Linked DNA regions of Rattus norvegicus: region 2 is linked to region 1. The links are chromatin contacts, called in public Hi-C maps. All regions are on one chromosome and are shown on one strand. The core of a region is the stretch at or near the end of the contact, and the rest is flanking DNA. Distances in the headings are between cores, read along the strand shown.

The links. A called contact is a pair of places that touch in the nucleus more often than the background predicts.
Region 2: a contact with region 1 is called in a Hi-C map of liver, with 4 times the contacts expected there. The contact joins the enhancer-like site here to the promoter of Ltbp4 in region 1. A contact is called at or near these places in 9 of 12 Hi-C or Micro-C datasets (the A7r5 cell line, the Rat2 cell line, frontal cortex and 4 more).

Annotation. Positions count from the first base shown.
Region 1 is chr1:91,756,325-91,762,533 of GRCr8, reverse strand. Ltbp4 (latent transforming growth factor beta binding protein 4) reads left to right here and starts at 2,727. Exons shown (of 33, transcript NM_001170336.1): 1 at 2,727-2,869; 2 at 4,734-4,792; 3 at 4,918-5,056; 4 at 5,480-5,589. The coding sequence starts at 2,727.
Region 2 is chr1:91,828,143-91,834,351 of GRCr8, reverse strand. Sptbn4 (spectrin, beta, non-erythrocytic 4) reads left to right here. Exons shown (of 36, transcript NM_001100845.2): 13 at 62-212; 14 at 3,221-4,154; 15 at 5,521-5,658. Among named protein-coding and RNA genes, the nearest start is that of Sptbn4, 34 kb to the left of the region's middle. Within about 2 kb of position 3,896, at least 6 of the 93 cell types and tissues checked have an H3K27ac peak or open chromatin away from gene starts, as enhancers often do. A contact at or near this core is called in hepatocytes and liver, where this site is marked.

The DNA.
Region 1 (6,209 bases), core at 1,478-3,977:
AACAACAAAAATCAAACCAACCAAACAAACAAACAAAAAAAACCCCAAACCCAAAACCCAAAACAAACCAAAAGTGGCATAGAATTTAGGATTGCCAGAGCATTCAGGACACAAGTGGTAGGGCCAAAGGGTGAGTGACCTGGGTGTTCTGGACTGTCTATGAGCCCCAAACTATTTCTTTTTACATCCCAGGACAGTCGGAACACTACGTCCTGGGGGATGTGTGAACGGTAGGGATTCTGAAGAGGACGTAGGAGACCGAATGTCAGAAAAATCTAAACTGTGGGGGTGCTTCATAATGATCCCAGATCTAAAACACCGAGGTCATTTTTTTTCTATGCCAAAGAACCCAGGTTCTAGAACAGTCATGATTCTTGAAGAAACAGGGTGTATTGTTAAATTGAAGTGGTTTTCAATACTGGAGAAAAAAATAGTGTATGGGAGAAAGGACAATGTGGAGAAGCTTCTGGAGTGCTATGACCCAGAGCTCCAGAGGGTTATAAAGTGCTGAGATCCTACTAGAATCCGGGGGATAACATAAATAAGAAACGAAGAGAAAACTCTCTGCTGATCACTTATGTGGAAAAGGAAAAAGAAAAAAGAAAAAAAATAAGAAACGAAAAACGGGAGACTCCAAATTCAAGGGGGAAGGGCAGCCAGTTTCATCCCTGCCATCCCCGGAAGTTGCAGTGGTGAGCCAGAGGCTGTTGCCTAGCAACGAGCATTGACGATGCCCTGGATCCTGGGCAGAAGGGAGAAATTTCGGCAGCACCCCCAGCAAATGCTCCAGCCACAGGGTAGGATGTGGGGAGTGGGGAGACAAGTGAGGGACACGGTGTCCCATAGGGCCTTGTGAGCAGGGCCTTGGAGGGGAGGGGGCACACAAAGACAGAGGCATAAGCACAGTTAATGGGCAAAACTGGGCACTCCACCATTGCTCTAGGTCAGCCCACGAACAGCCGCGAATGAGTCCTGACTGCCAACAGTACTGCTCCTGGGGCTCATATAACCCTGGACAGTGGGTAGGCCCTGATTTCTGGGTGTCAGCGTGGGATGGAGGCGTGCATTGCTGTAGGTGGCAGTGATGGTGTGAAGGGGCTGTGCGAGTGAGTCTTCCGTGTGGCTCATCGCAAGCAGGGATGGGGTGTGTGCCCTGTATACCTTCTAGGGGAAAGAACTGGATGCTGTGAATCTGGAACAGTTAGGGTCTAAGGCCCAGTTACCTTTTACGGTTGGAACCCCACAATGTCTGGGGGCGGGGCTAACGCTTTAGTCAACAAAGCTGTCTGGTGTATGGCGGGCACATGCAATCCTCAAACATGGGAGGAACAGAAGTCCAAGAACAATTCCAAGCAAACTCGAGGGGGGTGGGCACAAAACGATCGAACTGTTGAGAGATGATGTTCCAAACCCAGAAGTGGAACATCACGGGAAGAGCGGGGTTTGGGATTCTAAGGGAGAGTTTATTCCATTTCTCGCTGCTGGAAGCACTAGAGGTTTGTAAAGTGGAGGAAACAGGGCGGGAACTTGAGGTTCTGTTTGATTACAGGTCCTTGCTATGCACCCAAGACGGCTTAGAATTTGCTATTCGAGCAAGCCGACCTGGAGCTTGCCTGGTTCTCCCTCTCTAGTGCTGACTTTAGGGGACTATAGTTAAGGGAAGGGGTTGGGCCGAGACCCTCTGAGTTTGGAGGTTGTGGGCAGGGCTTGAAGCCTGGAGCCCACTAAACGGGGGCAGGTGGGCTTAGTGTCTCCTGTGGCCTGTGCTTCCCCTTGCCCAGAAAGGGGAGATTAGAGGTTTCTAATGACAAAGGCTTATTACTTTAAGTTTGTAAGGGTTGTTGGGGGAGACTTTTAGGAGTCAGGCAGGGAGGGGCTTCTGGTATCTTCTAGGGACCAAGGCAGAGAAGCGTGTGGGAGGGGCAGAGCCGTGGAGTCCTCTGGGAGTTGTCTGGTCAAGGGCGTAGCCTGGATTCACAGAAGGGTAGAACTTGGGAAAGACAAGTTTTTGCAGATGCTGAGGCTAAAACAATGGACAGGACCATCTTTCTGGAAGGCTTGATGTGGGCCACAGGGATGGCACCTGGTTCGGGGGTAAGAACAGCACTCCAATACTAAATTCTGGTTACTTCAAGATTTGGCGTGGCTGAGGAAGAAGGAGGGTCTCATTATGTAGCCCAGGCTGGCCTGGAACTCACTCTGGGGAGAGACACCACGACTGACTCAGCAGAGTCTGGTCTCTGGGAAGAGGGTACTGGGGAATCTATCAGATCCATTAGACAGACAGCTACATTCTGACAGAGCCGCCAGCACTGAGCGAGGGGTGAGGCCTGCTAGCGGAAATCCAGCTGAGAGAGCCTGGGCCCCCTTCACATCCATCTCGTGGTAACCACTTGTGTCACTTGGGGCTTCTACTCAAGAGAGACTGGGGCAGTCAGTACTTGGCTCCTAAAATCCTCCCACCTCCAGGAGAACTCCCCGCTCGGGCAACCCCGCCCGGCACCTGTCCGTCTAGCCCCTCCCATGTCGCCTACCGATTGGCCTCACCCGGAGCGCTGACAGTGCAGGGCTCTGATTGGCGGGAAGTTTCACAGCCCCAGGCTAGCACGGTGGAGAAAGTGAGTCGGCCTCTGGCAGGGGCGGGGGTGGGGGCGGGACCGGGGCCAGGCCGATCCGGACCCACTGGACACATTGCCCTCCCGGAGCCGGACTCTGCACCCGACACGATGCGCCGGCCTGGCCTCGGCTGCCACTGCCCCCTCCTCCTCCTGCTGCTGCTCCCAGCCGCCACATCTGCTAGCGGCCCCAGTTCCAGTCCCAGCCCTATCCAGGCCGTCGAGGACGCGGTGGTCCCGGGCCACCAGGCCGGGTAAGCCCACTGCAGCCTCTTCTTCCTCGTGCTGCACCCAGTAAGTCTGGTGGTCCGGCAGGAGCAAGACCTTCAGGTTTAGGAGACTACAAAGCAACTGCTCTTGGTAGGAGGATGAGGCCAAAGCTCTTGGAGCTACTAGGAGCCCCTACTTTGCAGTCGTTAGAATTCGAGGTGCGCTGAGAAAGTGAAGCGGAGGTCCTTTCAGGGTGGTGGTACGGATGGATAGGCTCCAGCCAACCCCCGAATTTATTGGGGGAAGAGATACCGGGTAAGACTTCGAGTTTTCTTAGAATAACAGATGGGTGGGGCCCTTGAACTAGCCTCCAGCTCCCTAGGTTTCTTGAGTATTTTTTAAAAAGGTGCCGGAAGGCCGTGCGTGGTAAGATCTTAAAGAAAAGTTGCCGTGTTCTGGGTTTCTAGGGGCGCTGGATTGATTGGAAAAGACTTCTGGGTTCTTCTAATAGATTAGGAAGACGCAAATAGGTTCCTGGAAAAGGGATGGGGGGAAACCTGTGCAGGGAGATCCTCGGGTTTTTTGATGCTTCTAAGTTTTCTGAGATCAGAGCTCATCAGAATTGAATGAATTACCAGTGATTTGGTGGTAAGATCCAGGATAGTTTATAAATTTCCGTGTTTATAGGCCCCTATCTCGTCTGCGGATGACAGGATGAGTGGAGATGATCTGCCTAGCACCCCAGCCCTGCTCCTGGCAGCTCTGCGCTCCGTTACAAAGGCCGTGGGCTCCGCTCCCGCTCCCCGCCTGGGTCTCTGGGAATGCGTTTAGTAACCCGAGCCGCGCCGGGGGCGGGGCTGGGAAGGGGTTAACCTGGAGGAAAAGCGGGAGGGATGAGGACAGGATTCGAGGGTCTCGGAGGCTTCCCCGGGGCAGCCTGCGCCCCCTCTATGCCTCACTCATCTAGAATGGATTCGGGCATTAGATTTCCTTTCTCGGCAACGTCTAAAATTTTTCTCTCTGGGCCTGGACGTGCACCATCATCCCTCACCCCCCTTTAATTTGGGGATAATGGACTTGTCTGGGGGGCCCCAGGGTTTCGACGCTCTGGCAGTACCGCTGAAGGGTCGCCGCTGAGACCCTGTGGCGCGGAGACATATCCGGAAAAGACCCTTTCCTCTCTGACATTGAAGTTCAAGGACCAGGAGACACTGGTCCGAGAACGTACATCCTAGAAAGGCGGGAATTGGATAGAAGTCAAGCCTCAGGATTCCCAATCCTGGACTTCGGTATCCCTACCACCTCAGCACTGTGCTGGACCCGAAGTCTAAGGCGACACCGCAGTGCACAGCCGCCGAGGTCTGTGTATGTGGCGCCACCTACCGGCCACTTTTAGGATAGCGTGTGAGCCCCAACTCTCGTCGAATTAGTGGGCGGAGTTCTAGATCCTAGACAGTCCTGGCTTGTAGGTTCACTTAGACCTCTCCTTTGAAAGTTTCTTGAAATGATTTTAAGCCTGGCGTGGTGGCTTACGTATGTAACTTTAGCTTTAGAGGAGAATGAAGCAAGGAGAATTGTCCGGAGTCTGAGGGCTGCCTGGGCTACACAGTACAGTGTAGAGCAGCCATGCTTGACCTCGTCTCAGAATGAGTTTGAGGCCAACCAGAGCTACAGAATGAGAATCTGTCGATGGTGATGGTGATAGCAATTTCATAAGTTATGAAAGATAAGCCTTTACTCCTGAGAGTCTAAGCCAGTCTGCCTCCTCTAGTTGCACAGGCATGCCTCAGGTGAAGTTATCTACCTGCTTGAAATTCCCTTGAGTCTTGGTTTCTCCTCTGTTCTCCAGCCCGCCCCCCTCCTTTGGGGGAGTTCTGAGACCTGAACAGTTCTCCCCTCCTGTTACAGTGCTGCTGCCTGTCGTTGCTGCTTAGCCCAGACACCTAGGAGTAGCCACTGCACCCGAGGTGCGTTCTTCCAGGTGGGGTATGGGTGAGGGATGAGAGGACTCTTTCCCCAGCCTCATTCAAATTGAACAGCTAGATAGAGGTTCAGCCCCGCTTCTCTACTGAATCCCTGATTGTCTCTGAAGCTTCCTGCAGGGTCCGGAGCTGCCCACCCGGCAGGTGTACAGATCAACAGGGGTGCCTGACCCCAACACCTTCGGTGCCCAGCCCCAGCCGCAGTCCGGTGGAGAAGAGACAGGTATCCCTCAACTGGCAGCCACTGACGTAAGCATATAATTCCTTCCCTTCCAACACACACATACACACACACACACACACACACACACACACACACACACACACTGGTCTTTCACTATTAACCCATTGCCTATGTTTCTTTTTATTCTTTTCCTTGCCTGTCTGAATCATTGGGTCTTTGCTTCTTGATCTGTTTCTGTCTCCATGCCCCACCCACTTTTTCCTTCCCATCCATCTCATATCGCCTCTCTTTCCATACTTTTTTTTTTTTAACTTCCATAGTCTTTTCTCTGAAAGTATTTTTTTCTAAAGATATTCCAAGCCTTGCTTCCCATAAAAGGGCTGGGGGCAATGTTGGGCAAACCCACTCCTGGCTTAGGAGGCTTTTTTCTTGAGGTGAGGAGGCCAATTTAATAGTGGTGACAGCCTCTTCTACCCCCTTCCGCCTAGTTTGCAGGAGGCCCGAGCTCTGCTGAGGCAAAGGCGGCCCCGAGGGCCGTGGGCCCGGGCATTGCTGAAAAGAAGGCCCCCACATCGCGCCCCTGCCGGCCAGGCCCGGGGTAAGAACATCCGCCCTTCCTCCGTGTAGGGGGCGGAGGGGGGTGGTTCCGGGCCAGATAAAGCCGTCTGGTTCCCACGGTGTTGCCGCCGCCTACCAGTCCCCCATTGTAACTGTCCACCCCACTCCCCAAGACGCGGCCACCTCTAGGGACCCCTGCGTCCGGCAGTACGAGGTGAGCCAGGGACAGAACTAGACGCAGGCCAAAGGCGCTGACCCATCCGGGTGGGGCCGGGAAGCCAGGCGTCCGGGCTCCCGTGGCTGAAGAGGGGGGCAACTCGCCCAGCAGAGAGCGAGGCTGAACCAGCCCAGACAACAAAAGCGATTGTGCGGGTTGGCGCCTGCCCGGGCACAAAATGCCCAAGATTGCGGGACGGCTGGGGGCCAAAGGCCTTTCCCTCTTACGTGCCAGACCCTCCCTTGGCCCTGCTCTTATCCAGCCTGGTACCCCAGACTAGAGCACTCTATAGACTCAACCACCCTCAGAAGCCCTCTCCTGCTGTGTGGCCTTCAGCCCAGATGCATCCCCCTCCTTCCTAAAGTTTTCCAGATGTGAGCCCCAGGCCAGATGTGAGGACCCCCACCCACAGTCTGAGCCTATCCCATATCTTTATGCGTCCT
Region 2 (6,209 bases), core at 2,647-5,146, 71 kb before region 1:
GTGTGGGGAGAGGGGAGTGGCCCCGGGCAATGCCAGTGGTGAGCTCAGTGTCTCTTGACAGACTCAGCTGCTGTCTCGGGAATGTGGGCAGCACCTGGTGGAGGCTGATGACCTGCTGCAGAAGCATGGGCTACTGGAGGGCGACATCGCAGCCCAGAGCGAGCGGGTGGAGGCCCTCAATGCTGCAGCCCTGAGATTCTCCCAGTTGCAGGGTGAGTCTGGGGAATGGAGGCAGTGAGTCTCTCACGGTGGATGCACGAGAGGCAAAGAGGACTCGTGAGAGATGGATGGATGGAGGAAGGAAGAAGGGAGGGGATGGATGGAAGGGAGAAAGGAAGGGAGAAAGGAAGAAGCAAACTCCTTGTTTTTGTAGGCATCTAAGTAGAGTCTAGGCTTCCACTCAGTTGGGAAGATCATGCGGGCACCAATGCCAAGTGGAAAGCTAGACCAGCAAATTTTGTCCTGCTTTGAGATTATACAGGAATAACCTCTCACTTGTTTTGAACACTAATGTGCAAAACTTTTCCCATCTTAATCTCTTTTTTTAAAAGATTTATTTATTCATTTATTATATATAAGTACACTGTAGCTGTCTTCAGACACACCAGAAGAGGGCATCGGGTCTCCTTACAGATGGTTGTGAGCCACCATGTGGTTGCTGGGAATTGAACTCAGGACCTCTGGAAGAGCAGTCGGGTGCTCTTAACCACTGAGCCATCTCTCCAGCCCTTAATGTCTTTTTTTAAACATTTTATTGCAAATTTTTAATTTACATTTAAACGTTATTCCCTTTCCCAGCCTCCCAGATGTAAGCCCCCTCCCCCCTCCCCCTCCCCTTCTTCTATAAGGGCGCTCCCCTCCCTGTCTACCCTCCCTTCCTTCCCCGCCCCCCACACCCCCCTACACTGGGAGGCTCTGGTTCAGCCCTTTGCACCAGCGCAGTGTGTTGGTGAACAGCTGACTGTAAAACTTGCATTTGGAAGATGGATTCGGAAGGCAGGAGTTTAAGGTCATCTTTGGCTGAACAGAATTCAAAGCATTTGGAGCTCAGAAAAGAAAGAAAGAAAAGGAAATAAAGGAAAAGAGAATAGAAAGAGCGAGAACCATTAAGGCTTCATTAGGCTGCATTTCTTCCCTGCTGCAGGGGTGCCTGGCCATCAACACGCCCACGCTCAGGGAAGGTGAAACGCAGTCTAAGATAGGGTTTCTATCCCGCATTTCTCTGGAGAAACAGATGGGGCTGGGACAGAGGCTGTGGGTCTCAAACTCCTGTGTACCCGGCTGCCGCTGGGGACTGTGAGGAGTTGGATACAGAAGCCAACAGGCCTGCAGTGAGCCTGGGACAGGGTGGAATCTGGCTTAGCTCCAAGTGAGTGCCAAAGTACAGAGGAGCTGGAAGAGAGGCCTTCGAGAGATTTAGGCAAGGCTCTATATGACAAAGGCCACCCCTAACCCACACGGCCTGGGGCAGTCTTTGATGAAGGAGGTGGTCCTTGCTTGTCCGAACTATTTTATTCATGGCGGATGAGGATGCGTACATCTTACTCAGGGCGAACCAGACATTAAATACCTTTTGCAAGAAGGGATGCCCAGGAAGGGAAGTTCATTGGCTAAACACTCAGGGCCTCTAGATACCTCATTAGCATGAAGAATTCTAGGTTTTTATGATACGTGACCCGTTGACATGGGTCCGTGACTTGGTCACGTGCCCCAGGACAGAAACCTTGTCAGAAGTTGATTCTTATACCTACCATTCTCAATTATGAGATTTACCTGGATTTTTAAAACCTGTTCGACCTTACCAGTTCTTCTGTCTTGTAGCACAGTTCCACTTGTCCCACCCCCTCCCAGGAGACTGTAGAGAATCTGTCCAGGAGGCCTTCTCTGTCCTCTTCTTGCGACACTCCTGAAATGGCCAGTAGCACTGAGGATATAAGCAAAGGGCCAGTGTGAACTGTGTTGCCATGGTGATGATGTACTACTGATCCAGAACATGATTTCTTTTTTATTTAAAATTCATGTATTTATTAAGTATTCAATGTTCTGCCTGCATGTATGCCTGCACGCCAGAAGAGGGCACCAGATCTCATTACAGATGGTTGTGAGCCACCATGTGGTTGCTGGGAATTGAACTCAGGACCTTTGGAACAGCAGCCAGTGCTCTTAACCTCTGAGTCATCTCTCCAGCTCCAGAACATGATTTCTTGATCAACCCTGCCCCATTTTTTAGTACTGGGGATTGGACCTATGGCTTTGGCCATGCTAAGCAGGTGGTCTACTGTTTAGCTGGCCCCCAGTTGCTCACAGCTGGCCTCTGACCTGATATTTTAATGCTGAGCTATGGGCTTGTCTTTTTTATGTTTTATCCTCTTTTTATTTTATTTTATTTTGACACAGGGCCTCACTAATTTTCTCGGGGCTAGCATTGAACTCACTCTGTAACTCAGGCAGTTCCCTGATTAGCTGGGCTACTTGGCTTATTATTAAAGATTAGTGTGTGTGTGTGTGTGTGTGTGTGTGTGTGTGTGTGTGTGTGTGTACCTGTGTGAGAACGGGTGCCCGTGGAGGCCAGAATAGGTATTGAATACCATCTAGCTGGAGTTACAGTCAGTTGTGGGTCAGCACATGGGTCCTGGGAATCCAACTCAGGTCCTCTGGAAGAGCGGCCACTGCTCTTAATGGCTAAGCCATTTTTCCAGCCCTGCTTTAAGGTTTTAGACAGAGACCTTGCTATGACGTCCAGGTTGGCCTCAAACATGCAATCCTGCTACCTCCACTTTCCAAGCTCTGGAATTACAGGCGCGTGCTACTGACTACATTAGCTCCATCGAAGAGAAGCTGACTGTGATCTGTTAAATAAATGTCACAGTTACGTACTTACGGATTAGGGACCTAGGTGAAAGTCGTAACATTTGAGGAATAAAGTTTATGGGACAGACACGGTGGAGCCTGCCTTTCATCCCAGCATTTGAGAGGCAAGTCGCCCCCTTCACTGTGGAATGGTGTGGAAATGTATTAATGAAGGAGACGGCCCTTACCTGCCCGCAGGGAACAGTTAACCTAGAGGAAGACTACACTGGTGGTGGTGTTCCATGGAAGGAAGGCTGAGGTAGATGGTGAGGAGGAAAGTGCTTGCTCTAAGCTTGGGGTGTCTGGGAAGCCTGAGGAGGGGGTGGCATGGGCTGGCATCTCTTCCTACCCTCTTCTTCCCCTGTCCCAGGCTACCAACCCTGCGACCCTCAGGTCATTTGCAACCGTGTGAACCACGTGCACGGTTGTCTGTCGGAGCTGCAGGAGCAGGCGGCGCGGCGGCGCGCGGAGCTGGAAGCCTCTCGGAGCCTGTGGGCGCTGCTGCAGGAGCTGGAGGAGGCGGAGAGCTGGGCACGGGACAAGGAGCGCCTCCTAGAGGCCACGAGCGGCAGTGGTGGCGCGGCGGGCACGGCGGGAGGCGCGCACGACCTGTCCAGCACCGCTCGCCTGCTGGCGCAGCACAAGATCTTGCAGGGCGAACTGGGCGGCCGGCGGGCGCTACTGCAGCAGGCGCTGCGACGTGGAGAGGAGCTGGCTGCGGCGGGCGGCTCCGTGGGCCCCGGCGCCGAGCCCTTGCACTTGGCTGGTCTGGCGGAGCGCGCGGCTAGCGCTCGGCGCCGCTGGCAGCGACTGGAAGAGGCGGCTGCGCGCCGGGAACGGAGGCTGCAGGAGGCACGGGCGTTGCACCAGTTTGGCGCCGACCTGGACGGGCTCCTGGACTGGCTTCGCGACGCGTATCGTCTGGCAGCCGCCGGAGATTTCGGTCACGACGAAGCGTCCAGCCGTCGCCTGGCGCGCCAGCACCGAGCTCTCACCGGGGAGGTGGAAGCGCACCGTGGCCCTGTGGGTGGCCTGAGGCGTCAGCTGGCAACACTGGGAGGAGCCAGTGGCGCCGGGCCGCTGGTGGTGGCGCTGCAGGTGCGCGTGGTGGAAGCAGAACAGTTGTTCGCGGAGGTGACCGAGGTGGCCGCGCTGAGACGACAGTGGCTTCGGGACGCGCTCGCGGTGTACCGCATGTTTGGAGAGGTGCATGCCTGCGAGTTGTGGATCGGAGAGAAAGAGCAGTGGCTGCTGGCCATGCGTGTGCCCGACTCCCTCGACGACGTTGAGGTGGTGCAGCACCGGTGAGCGCACCCGTGGAAGTCCCCAGGGTCCCTTGCTCACCCTCCCAACTTCTCATGCTTTGGCTCACAGGTTCTCATGGGGGCAATCCCAGCTTTCTCCTTCACTTTGGGCTTCATCGGCTTCACACTCTGGACCTCGATTTGCCCATCTGTCAAATGGAGTAGGCATCATTCATTGTCCATGTCTCAAGCTTATGGTGAGCAGGAAATGAGTTCACAGATGTGAGACACCTCGCAAATACTTGCTGGGTGCAGAACCTCTCGAAACCATTTTCTGCCGTTACGCACTTTATATTCACAGAACACATATGGACCCAAGTTTTCTACAGGCCCCTCCAACCTGGGCCATGCATGGGACTCCCGTTAAGACAGATGTCATCTCCCTAGACAGTGAGGTGGCTCCCACCACAGGCAGGCAGATCGATGTGAATTGGAGGCCAGCCTGGTCTACATAGTGACTTGCAAGACAGCTAGGGCTACATAGTGAGACCTTGTCTCAAAAATCCTGGCCCAACATATATATATATGTAGAGGGCAGGTTGAAGGATATGACAGTGGAGCTGGAGACACAGAGAAGCAGCTAAGTTGGGGGGCAGAGCAGGAGGCTGATTTGATATAGACCATGTGGGATCATGGTCTGGGGCAGTCATCCAGGGGTCAGAGGTCTTGGCCTTGGAGTTGTTCGGAGCTGTCCCTGAGCTGCGGATTCAGAGGAAGACTAACTAGGAGGGAGGTGTGAAGGGCTGTGTGAGTCAGTAGGTATGAGAGTGCCATGGATGTATACAGCTGCCCATAAGGTTGAAGACAGATTGAGACTGGACACGGAGATGGGGGTGTCATGTGTTCAGAGGAGAAGCTCCAGGCTGTGAGAATGGACGCTGCGACCCAGGGACAGTGTGATAGCAGGTCTAAAGGACAAGGGTGGGATGTTGAACAATCTAACCTTACAGTGACCCATAGAAAAACTGGTCAGGGTTGCATGCATTTCTGAGTTCAAAGTCATCCTCAGCTACTTGGGGAGTTTGAGGTCAGCCTTGGGCTGCATGTGCTACACCAGGCTTCACTTCCACCAGCCACAAAACCAAAACAAGCAATAATAAAACAGACAGACAGACAGACCAAAACATACAAGCAAAAAACTCAAAAGAAAACAAACAAAATAAAACAAAACAAAAAAGCCAAAGAAAACAAACAAACAAACAAAAACAAACAAACAAAACCAAAAGCCAACAAAAGAGTAAGAAAAAAAGGGAGAGGGATTCCTGCAAAGGAACTTGGGAAATGGCATAGGGACCTACAACTAAAGAAGCGAGCTCACTCTGGAGAGTCCAGACCTCTGACCTCTCACCCTCTTCCTCTTCTGCAGATTTGAAAGTCTGGACCAGGAAATGAACAGCCTAATGGGCCGAGTCTTGGATGTGAACCAAACAGTTCAGGAGTTGGTGGAAGGAGGTCACCCCAGCTCCGATGAGGTGCGCTCCTGTCAGGACCATCTCAACAGCAGGTAGGTGGGTCCTGGTGCAGGAAGTTCTTCCTGTTAGCGCCTTCTCTCTCTTCTCCACTGCACTGCGAAAGCCAGAGGTGTACGATTTCAGCCCTCCTGAGGTGTTAATGGGCACTTTGTAGATCAGGAAAATCTTTATTTGAAAAGTATCTTTATTGCGTTTTTAGTGTGTGTGTGTGTGTGTGTGTGTGTGTGTGTGTGTGTGCGTGCGCGTATTGGATGCTGTACCTGTAGAGGCCAGAGGAACGTGTTGGATACCATGGACCTGGAGTTACAGGTGATTGTAAGCTGCCCAGTGTGGGTGCTGGGGATGCCACTAGGCTCCTTTGTGAGAGTAATCCGAGTTCGTAACCATTGAGCCATCAGTCTAAACGACAATTTGAGAAGAAGGTACATACACTCAGTGTTGGTTTTGATGAGCTGAGGATGCAGCTGGTTTTGTTGGCTGTTCACTGGTTTGTCCAGAAAGAATTTATGTGGTGCTATTACTGGCCAGGAGTTTTCTGATGCATTTTATCTTGTTTCAGGTGTCTTATTTATGTGTCTATGAC